Linked DNA regions of Zea mays: all the other regions are linked to region 3. Evidence: chromatin contacts called from public Hi-C data. All regions are on one chromosome and are shown on one strand. Each heading gives the region's core, a stretch centred on a gene start, on an enhancer-like site or on the middle of the called end of the contact. The rest is flanking DNA. Distances are from core to core; before and after follow the strand shown. Region 1 has its middle 34 kb from the start of LOC103641942. Region 2 holds the start of LOC103641943 (E3 ubiquitin-protein ligase RHA1B). Region 3 holds the start of LOC100277728 (PLATZ transcription factor).

Region 1 (2,742 bases), core at 98-2,597, 280 kb before region 3:
ATTTATTAGCGGGTACTGTTGACATATAGTAGTACATCCATAGCTAGTTTTTAATGATAATAGACCCTAATTTGCTCACAAAAGGCGGGATACCTGCTAAATTTATATTTTCTTTGCCCATGTCTCGCCTAATTAATGCTATTCTGCTGTCCACAGATATATGTTTTTTTTTAAAAAAAATTGACCACTCACCTTATTAAAAAAAATCATGAGTTATCATTTTTTTTGTTGTTAAGATCGTTTGAGAGTGACTTAAATTTTTACACTTTCGAATTAATATTTTAAGTATGACTAATGGCTAAAGTTTTTGAAAAAAAAAGTCAATGGTCCCTCCATCCAGAATATAATTCGTTTTAGAATAAATCTACATTAATTAATTAATTAATTAATTAATATATGAATCTAGTTATATATATGGCTACATTTATTATTATTTATTTGAATATGAATAGAAAAAGTAGGTAAAATAAAACTATATTTTAGGGGGTGTTTGGTTTGCTCCTGCTAAAATTTAGTCTCTATCACATCGAATGTTTGAACCTCCTTTCGGGGTATTAAATGTAGTCGGATTATAAAACTAATTTCTCAGCCGAAGATTAAAAAGTGAGACGAATCTAGTACAGTTGGTTGGGTCTATATTTCATACTCCTATTTGAAAGTCAAACGCTTGATGTGACCCGGGCTAAACTTTAGTCCACAGAACCAAACACCCCCTTAGAATGGAGAGAGTATTTGATATATTTGTGAACGTAGCCATGCATGTGTGGGTGCGAGTGTGTCATGTGTGCGGCGCGGAACCTTCCTCTCGTTCAGTCCGGAAAACTCCGGTTACTCCCCGCACATGTTGAGACAGTTTTTACGGCTGGTACTTGCTTGCTATTACTAGTTCGTAAATAAATTACGATGCATGGATATGAATGCATCCTCGTCACGAGAGAGCTGGCGGTTCTGGGATTGGCGCGAACTCTGCCGAGACACGCTAGCTAGCCAATGAGCCATGGGCCATCAGCGTGCCTGCCGAACATCAACAGTGGGGTTGCCGTGCGGACAACGAGTTTGCAAGTTGTTTACGAGTAATACACACACGATACAATGCATGTGGAGCTGGCATGGCGCGCCGCACTTCTCCGCTCGTCACAGCTGTGCATTTTGGTTAACTCCACATAGCTGGTGATAAAGATGAAGAGAAGAAGGTTCTGGTTCCATGGCTTTCCGACGTGGCAACGTTTCACTTTCACATGCCTGCCGGTGTACAGGGGATGCACCATGCATGCATAGGACACCCTTCATAAAATCTTTAAGCAGAAGTTTGTTCAGAGACTTGGACTTCTGTATTCCATGCCTGATTGGGCCTTCGGTGTCTAAAAGCAGCCCACTAAAGGTCGTTTTGGGCCAAACGATTCCTATGTGGACCATAATACCATGTCTTATAAAACCATATTTTACCTTCCTCAAGTATTATCAAAATCTTATTTTTCTTCCTCAACTATAAAACCTGATATAGTTACTTCGTCTTTTAAAATCGGACATCGGACATGACTCCTCTAGTTGTTTCACTAAGTGATCTCTCTCTCTTTTTTTTCTTTTATGTTTATTTTGTTTGAATCTTTCAAAAAAACATAGTAAATCATAGAAAAAAATTAGAATAGAAGATCCATTTTAACTCATTTAAATAATTGCATACTTTTAAACCTAAATTAATTCTCAAATCAATCACTACATGGGCAATGGATAAACCATATATCTATACCATTATATAATTCACCCTATATAATTCACCTGTTTAAATTTTGCAAAACCCACTCAACCAAATCACCCACACACCCATAACCTTCACTAAATCCACCAAATAAATTACACTCAGACTAAACACGTCATTAAAACCAACGATTCAGATCGCTGGATAACCCGCCTCTCCATTACTCACTCAAATCTAATAGACAATATTATTTGGATCATCCCTCCCCTTCCCCCGCGATCCCACCGTCCCCGACCTCCCCACCCCTCCCCTCACTCACGCCGCCGCCATCGTCGACCATTTCTCTTCCCTCCCCTCCCTCAGATCTTAGCGTTAGCATGAGCTATATGCTAGTAGCGAATAAAAATGTGTCCACATAGCCGATTAAATATATCTTGAACGCATCTAACAAAAACACGAGCGAGGAACTCATCATTGCTCACAGCGAGGATCACTCCAACCTACTTAAAGATGAGTTCACAGTGTCATTGAAGTTTGTAGATATCGTAGTGCAGATCAGCTCGACTAGCATTCACATAATCGCTGCACAAAAACCTCATTCGTCCCAACCAGTATAAGTTGTTCAACAAATCAAAGTTTTAGAGACACTGCTCTTCTCGTCGTCGTCATCATGTTGCCGTCAGAGATGGAGGAGACTGAGGTTGGACAACACCGAGAACTCTCTCGTCTAAAACCCTAAATCATAGTAGATTGTTTTTTCTTGTACGTTTAGGGAGAATGACATCTCTATTATATTAGAGAATTAGGCTCATGATAACCAGATGCCAAGATGTAGGAAACTGACTTGGTCACAATCTCTAGGATCTGGTAGATTCCCACATCGCAAATCACAAGTCACATGAATAATCATGTAAAAAGAACGTGAAATGTGCATGCGTACGCGCGTGCATGTGTCTTCAACTTTCTCTCTCTTATGCTTTCTTTCAAAGAATGGTAAGAGACAAACTATTGAAATTGATTTCACCTTCTTCCACATCCCATGT
Region 2 (2,916 bases), core at 235-2,734, 320 kb before region 3:
CATGTCCCTAGGCACGTGGGCCAGCCCGACCCGGCCCGAAGCATCAACGGCTGGCCCGGCCCTATTCGTACCGGGCCGAAACGGGTTCGGACCGGGTCCAGGCCGGGTGGCCCGTTTGGACATCTATATCCGGATCCGCCGAACCAGAGCTGGCAGCTGGGTGACCTGACCTGGGCAGCCAGAACCAGAAAGCATGGCAGGACAAAAAGCGGGCCCAAATCTTGCTTGGACAATGGACACGCCTAGCTCGTCAACAAAATTTTAATCCACGGAAAGATTCACGACTCCACACACTCGGACGACGGAATCTTCCTACGCACAGGAGGAATCTAATCTCCTAGCCCTTTCTTTGTGGGGGGTGGTCGGTCGCTTTACTCATTTTGCCTATGTATATGCAATTCGAGGAGCCTCCGGTCCGGTTCCTCTGCATCGGCTGCTGTCTTTCTGCTCCCCTCCCACGGACGGAACGGAAGCGAGCCGAGCGTCGATGGCCGACGGATTCAGGCGTTCCCGGCAGCGCATTGCGCACGGGGGAGGTGGATTTCCGGCAGTCGGGGCGGTGAGCTCAGTATCCGCCCAGGCCCGCGAGCAGCAGCAGCTCGTGCGGCCGCAGCAGCGTCGGGGAGGGCACGACGGGCGTCAGCGGCGCGCCGGGGTAGGAGAAGTCCAGGTCGGAGGCGTCGGCGGGCCAGAGCGCCGCGCCGGGGATGAGCGGCGCGCGGCAGAGCGGGCAGGTGCGCTGGTCGTGCTCCATCCAGCGGTCGAGGCAGGCGCGGTGGAAGGCGTGGCGGCAGTTGCCGAGCCGCCGCACCTCGTCGCCGCCGCCGATGCCGCCGAGGCACACCGCGCAGTCCCCGCCAACGACGACGCGCGCCTCCAGCTCGTCGAACCGCGCCACGGGGAGGGCCTCCTCGATGACCATCGCCGGCATGGCCGCCCGGAACTCCGCCCGCCGGTGCTGCGGCTGCGGCTGCGGCGCTTGGTGGTCGTCCCCGAGATCCAGCAGGTCGCCGAGGCCCACGGCGTCGAACGCCCAGAGGAGGAAGCGGCGGACGTACCCCAGCAGCAGCAGCAGGTGGAGCAGCTGCTTCGGGAGCACCAGCTCCGAGTAGCCCGCCGGGAAACCCATGCGTGGCCGTGCCTCTTGGCTTGCGGTGGTGGTGTGGTGTAAGGGGAAGGTGGGGTGGGGTGGGGTGGTGAAGCGACGTGCCTGGCCCGGTGCTTCCTGCAGATATGGCGCTTGGCGATGCGTGGTGGACGGCAGACGGGGAGAGCCGAAGCGGGCGCCGCGCCGTGGCTATATAAAGCGCGAGACGGAGGGAGAGGGGTGACGCGGAAAGGTTGGGGAACCCGCGGCGAATAGCAATAGTATAGCCTATAGCGCTAGCGGCCTAGCGCCGTGGGGTCGATCGCGTGTTGTACTCTGCTCTCTCTCTCTGGTGGAGGTGGTGGCCTGGTGGGCATGCTCTGCTCTCACCGCGCGCGCGTAGGGCTGGGCATTCGGTTTTTTTTTTGAAATTTCGGTTCGGTTTTTCGGTTTTAAAAAACTTCGGTTTTCTAGACATTAGAAACCAATCGGTTTTCTAGAAAATAAAAACCAAAAACTTCGGTTTCGGTTTTTTACTTCGGTTTTTCGGTAAAAACCGAATACCAAACTTATACTCAAGACAACACATACAACAAATTTATATGATAGATTACACATAATTTTAAAAAGTAAAAATTATATAGGTACAAATATTTAGAGATATATCATACATCACATATAAATAAGTGCATAACAATTTAATTACTTCACACATTTAGTTCACATAAACGAAAAGTCAAATTTTAGAATTGATAAAGTTTGGTATTCGGTTTTTTTGGTATTTCGGTTCGGTATACGGTGGAAACCGATTACGATACCGAAAACCGAACTTCTGAGATGTAAAAACCGAAACCGAACCGAACTACCGAAAAAACCGAAATTTCGGTTCGGTTCGGGACGGTTCGGTTCGGTTTTCGGTTTATGGTAAAAAAGTGCCCACCCCTACGCGCGCGTTATGCCCCGTGCCCTTCGTGTGAGCCCAGCGCCCCAGCCCGCGTGGCGACAGACCCACCCATCCCGGATTCGATCGCTCCCTCCTCGCGTTGGGGTGGTCCGCTCGCTTCCGCCGTACCCACACACTACTGCCCTGCCGCTCCGTGTCGGTGCAATGCATGGTTCGCTAGAGGCAGACGAATGTATATATATGTTCACGAGAAATACGCGAGCAGTAACTGACTAAGCCCTTGTTCGCTTGTTCGGTTATTCCTATTATACGTAGATTGAATAGATTGGAAAAAATTTAAAAAACTTTAACTTGCTTAAAATTAAACTCATCCAATCATACTCAATCCAAATAAATTGAGACCTAACCGAACAAGCTCTAACAGTTCATTACTGCTAGAGCAGCCGGAAGGGGTCAAGACTTCTTAGCGACGCCATGCCCATTTGCGTGGAGCTACAAATACTCGCAATTTTGGCCTCCTCCGACCTCCGTGAACGGTGGAGAGCTCAGCAGGGGGCCTAGGAACGTTCTCGTACAAAAACAGGTACGTGATACTATGCTTACCACGTTACAAATAAAAGGCCACAAACGGAGGACTACAAATATTCGCAATTTACACGTCCGCGTTCGGGGTCTGCTGGGCGCTGCTACATTAGCAGCTCAACCACGCGTCCGGGTGATGGTACACGGGACTTGCCGAAGAAAGCCTAACCTTACTAAGTACATACAGACAAGGTAAAGTCTGACGTCCGTACATGAATTTCTTTTAAATCATTTATTTATGTCGAACTCAACCTAGGGCGTGTTTGATATGACTCCAGAGTAAAACTTTAATGAGGAGCTGGTTAAAGCATGTCAAACATCGTAACTTTAGAGTTGTAAACTC
Region 3 (2,830 bases), core at 127-2,626:
TGGATCGGGAAAAAAAAAGAGAGGAGGTAACCTACTTTGTGTTTCTTTTTAAAAAAACAAGGATCCGATCTTTTTTTCTGACCTTGCACACACACACACAAAAAAAAAAGCATCTCCACACCAACCGAACAAGTTCCCCAAACAGTGAGCTCCATTCCATCCGAGACAACACGCACACATCTGTGATAAAGAATGTAAAAGCGAGCATCTGATCCCCTCGCGCCCCATCCATCGGTTGTGATGCCCTCTCCCCTCGCGGGGTTGTTCGGTTTAGGTGAATTGAAAGGGATTAAATTCTTCATATTCAAATTTGTATAGCAGAAAATTTAATCTCCTCCAATTTACATCTATCCGTCCCTAATCAAATAAGTCATGTCTGGTCTCCTGGCCAGGCGAGTCTCCCTGGTGGGGCCGTGGTGATCTGCTTTGTTGGTGGCGTGACTGGAAATGCCGTGGCTAGTGGTAACTTTTTTTCCCAGCGGGGGAAAATCGTGGCTGGGTGCTTCGGCGGCACATCTGCACTAGCCGGCCCTGATGAACGGGGGGCGCCTCCCAGAGCAGGATTGGTGGAGCAAGTGACGAAGAAACCGCACAAAGCACCAGGTATTCAGACCAATTAACAAACACCACCGGCACCAACAAAGTCAGAGAAGGAGAACGTGTGTGCCGGCCTGCCGGGCCGGGCCGGGCCGGGTCCTCGCAGCCGGGTTTCAGGAACCACATGGAACCAGACTCGACGACGTCACTGCTGATGGCCGCGCGCCCTGGATTGACTGCTTGCTGCAGGAGCTCGGACGGAGGAAACTCCAGTCGACAGCAAGACTACTGGGGCGCGCACTCACTTCCACGGCCACTGGGTCTCGGACTCACCGTGAAGCCACAGCAATCTGATGGACATGGACTAGGTTAAACATCTCCTAAGCCTGAAACGTGACAGCTGACATGGGTGAGAGTGAAAACAAAATTAGTTTAGGCATAGGGGACACGACGCAGAACGGGGTGGCTCGAGGCCAAGCGGGCGGCGGACCCGAGCGGATAAGGACGAGCTCGGCCCTCAACTGTCGCTGTGGCGCATGACACAAACACAAAGCATCGTTTCCTGTTGGTAATTTACCACCACTAGCGCTAGCCTACCACTGGTATGTTTTTTGTTTTTGTTTTTTTTTGCATTGGATCGTAGAATTATAAACTTTATAATATGCCATAAAAGCTGAAGGTTGCAGTATTAGTTTAAATTATTCTATTTGTTAATTTAAAACGTTGTCGCAGGCTCGCAGCTGCTGTTGCTGTCTGCTTTCCCCTCCCCCGGTCTACAAAGACCTCGGCTTTCCTTTCCTACATGCTCTTCTTCCTTCCAAAGCCTTCGCATTTTCCTCTCGTCTTCCCCTTCCCCTTACTCCAAATTACCCCCTGCTATCTACATATCCTGTCCACACTCTCCCTCCCTGCGCTGGGCCTTGCAGTTTTTGGTTGTGTATCGGGGAAATGGCAATCGACGACGAATCGCCGATCAGAGTCAACAGCAGAGGCGGCGGCGCCATGGTAAGTAACCTAACTAACCTGGATAGCACGCCCTCTTTTGTACTCTCTTCTTGCCTTGTTTTTTCCCCCCTTCGGTGCCCTGTTTCTTTGCTCTCTGTTGGGCTGGCGCTAACATGGCGGCGCGGCGCCGGATCGAATGCGGCAGGGAGGAGGGGAGTGCGACGGGGCGGAGAACCAGCGGTGGCCGCCGTGGCTCAAGCCGCTGCTGGGGACGAGCTTCTTCGGCCAATGCAAGCTGCACGCGGACGCGCACAAGAGCGAGTGCAACATGTACTGCCTCGCCTGCATGAACGGCGCGCTCTGCTCCCAGTGCCTCGCCTACCACCGCGACCACCACGCCATCCAGGTGAGCTCACTACGCTGCACACCCCGGCCGGGGGGGAATAGGTGCCATTCATTGGCGTCGGAACGGAGCGGGCGGCGCCGCGGGCCCTTTCTTTGAATGAAACGGCAGCAGCTCTGGCGCCCCCTGCGTCCATCCAAAGACTCTTCTTGTTACCGGCCTCTGCTCCGCCGCGGAGACTTCCTGTTTAGTTGCATCCGAAGCTGCAACGGACAGTAGTGTCTCTCTACACGCGATAGTATTGGAGGGAGAGAAAAAAAGAGTCCAAAGATCAGGATAGCTGACTTTCTTGGACTGGCAGCAAATGTGCCCTGTTCCATCTGCATGCGTCTTCTCTCTGACGGCGATGCGTGGTCTGGTGCCAGATACGGAGGTCGTCCTACCACGACGTGATCCGGGTGTCGGAGATCCAGAAGGTGCTGGACATCTCCGGCGTGCAGACGTACATCATCAACAGCGCGCGCGTGGTGTTCCTGAACGAGCGCCCGCAGCAGAGGCCAGGCAAGGGCGTCACCAACACCTGCGAGGTCTGCCAGCGCAGCCTCCTCGACACCTTCCGCTTCTGCTCCCTCGGGTGCAAGGTACGCCCACGCCGCCGCCGCTAACCCAGTCCACATTCCCGGTTCGCACGTGTGGTTCGAAATAACAGCAACATAATAATGACCCCCTATCCCTGGATGCGCCGCGCCGGCGCCGCGCAGATCGTGGGGACCTCCGGTGACTTGCGCATCCGGAAGAAGCAGGCCGTTGTCAAGAAGCATCAGAAGAAGAAGAAGCAGCAGGCGCAGCAGCACAGGGGCGCCGCGTTGGACTCGGAGGACGACTCTTCGTCCACCAGCACCAGCCGCGGCAGCGACAGGAGCAGCGTGGTGCAGAGCTTCACCCCGTCGACCCCGCCGGCGACGGCCAACAGCTTCCGAACCGGGAAGCGGCGCAAGGGCGTGC

Evidence for each region. A called contact is a pair of places that touch in the nucleus more often than the background predicts.
Region 1: a Hi-C map of leaf shows a contact between it and region 3, with 5 times the contacts expected there. The contact joins the enhancer-like site here to the promoter of LOC100277728 in region 3. A contact is called at or near these places in 2 of 25 Hi-C or Micro-C datasets (ear and leaf).
Region 2: a contact with region 3 is called in a Hi-C map of leaf, with 4 times the contacts expected there. The contact joins the promoter of LOC103641943 here to the promoter of LOC100277728 in region 3. A contact is called at or near these places in 9 of 25 Hi-C or Micro-C datasets (bundle sheath, ear, endosperm and 5 more) and 1 of 3 datasets of contacts at active chromatin or transcription factors (leaf).

Annotation. Positions count from the first base shown.
Region 1 is chr10:138,598,131-138,600,872 of Zm-B73-REFERENCE-NAM-5.0, reverse strand. No RefSeq gene overlaps it. Among protein-coding and RNA genes, the nearest start is that of LOC103641942, 34 kb to the left of the region's middle. Within about 2 kb of position 1,347, at least 16 of the 20 cell types and tissues checked have an H3K27ac peak or open chromatin away from gene starts, as enhancers often do. A contact at or near this core is called in ear and leaf, where this site is marked.
Region 2 is chr10:138,641,120-138,644,035 of Zm-B73-REFERENCE-NAM-5.0, reverse strand. It overlaps LOC103641943 (E3 ubiquitin-protein ligase RHA1B), which reads right to left and starts at 1,484. Exons shown (of 1, transcript XM_008665242.4): 1 at 200-1,484. The coding sequence starts at 1,129. The coding sequence ends at 566.
Region 3 is chr10:138,321,875-138,324,704 of Zm-B73-REFERENCE-NAM-5.0, reverse strand. LOC100277728 (PLATZ transcription factor) reads left to right here and starts at 1,376. Exons shown (of 4, transcript NM_001151221.2): 1 at 1,376-1,542; 2 at 1,688-1,888; 3 at 2,251-2,466; 4 at 2,587-2,830. The coding sequence starts at 1,486.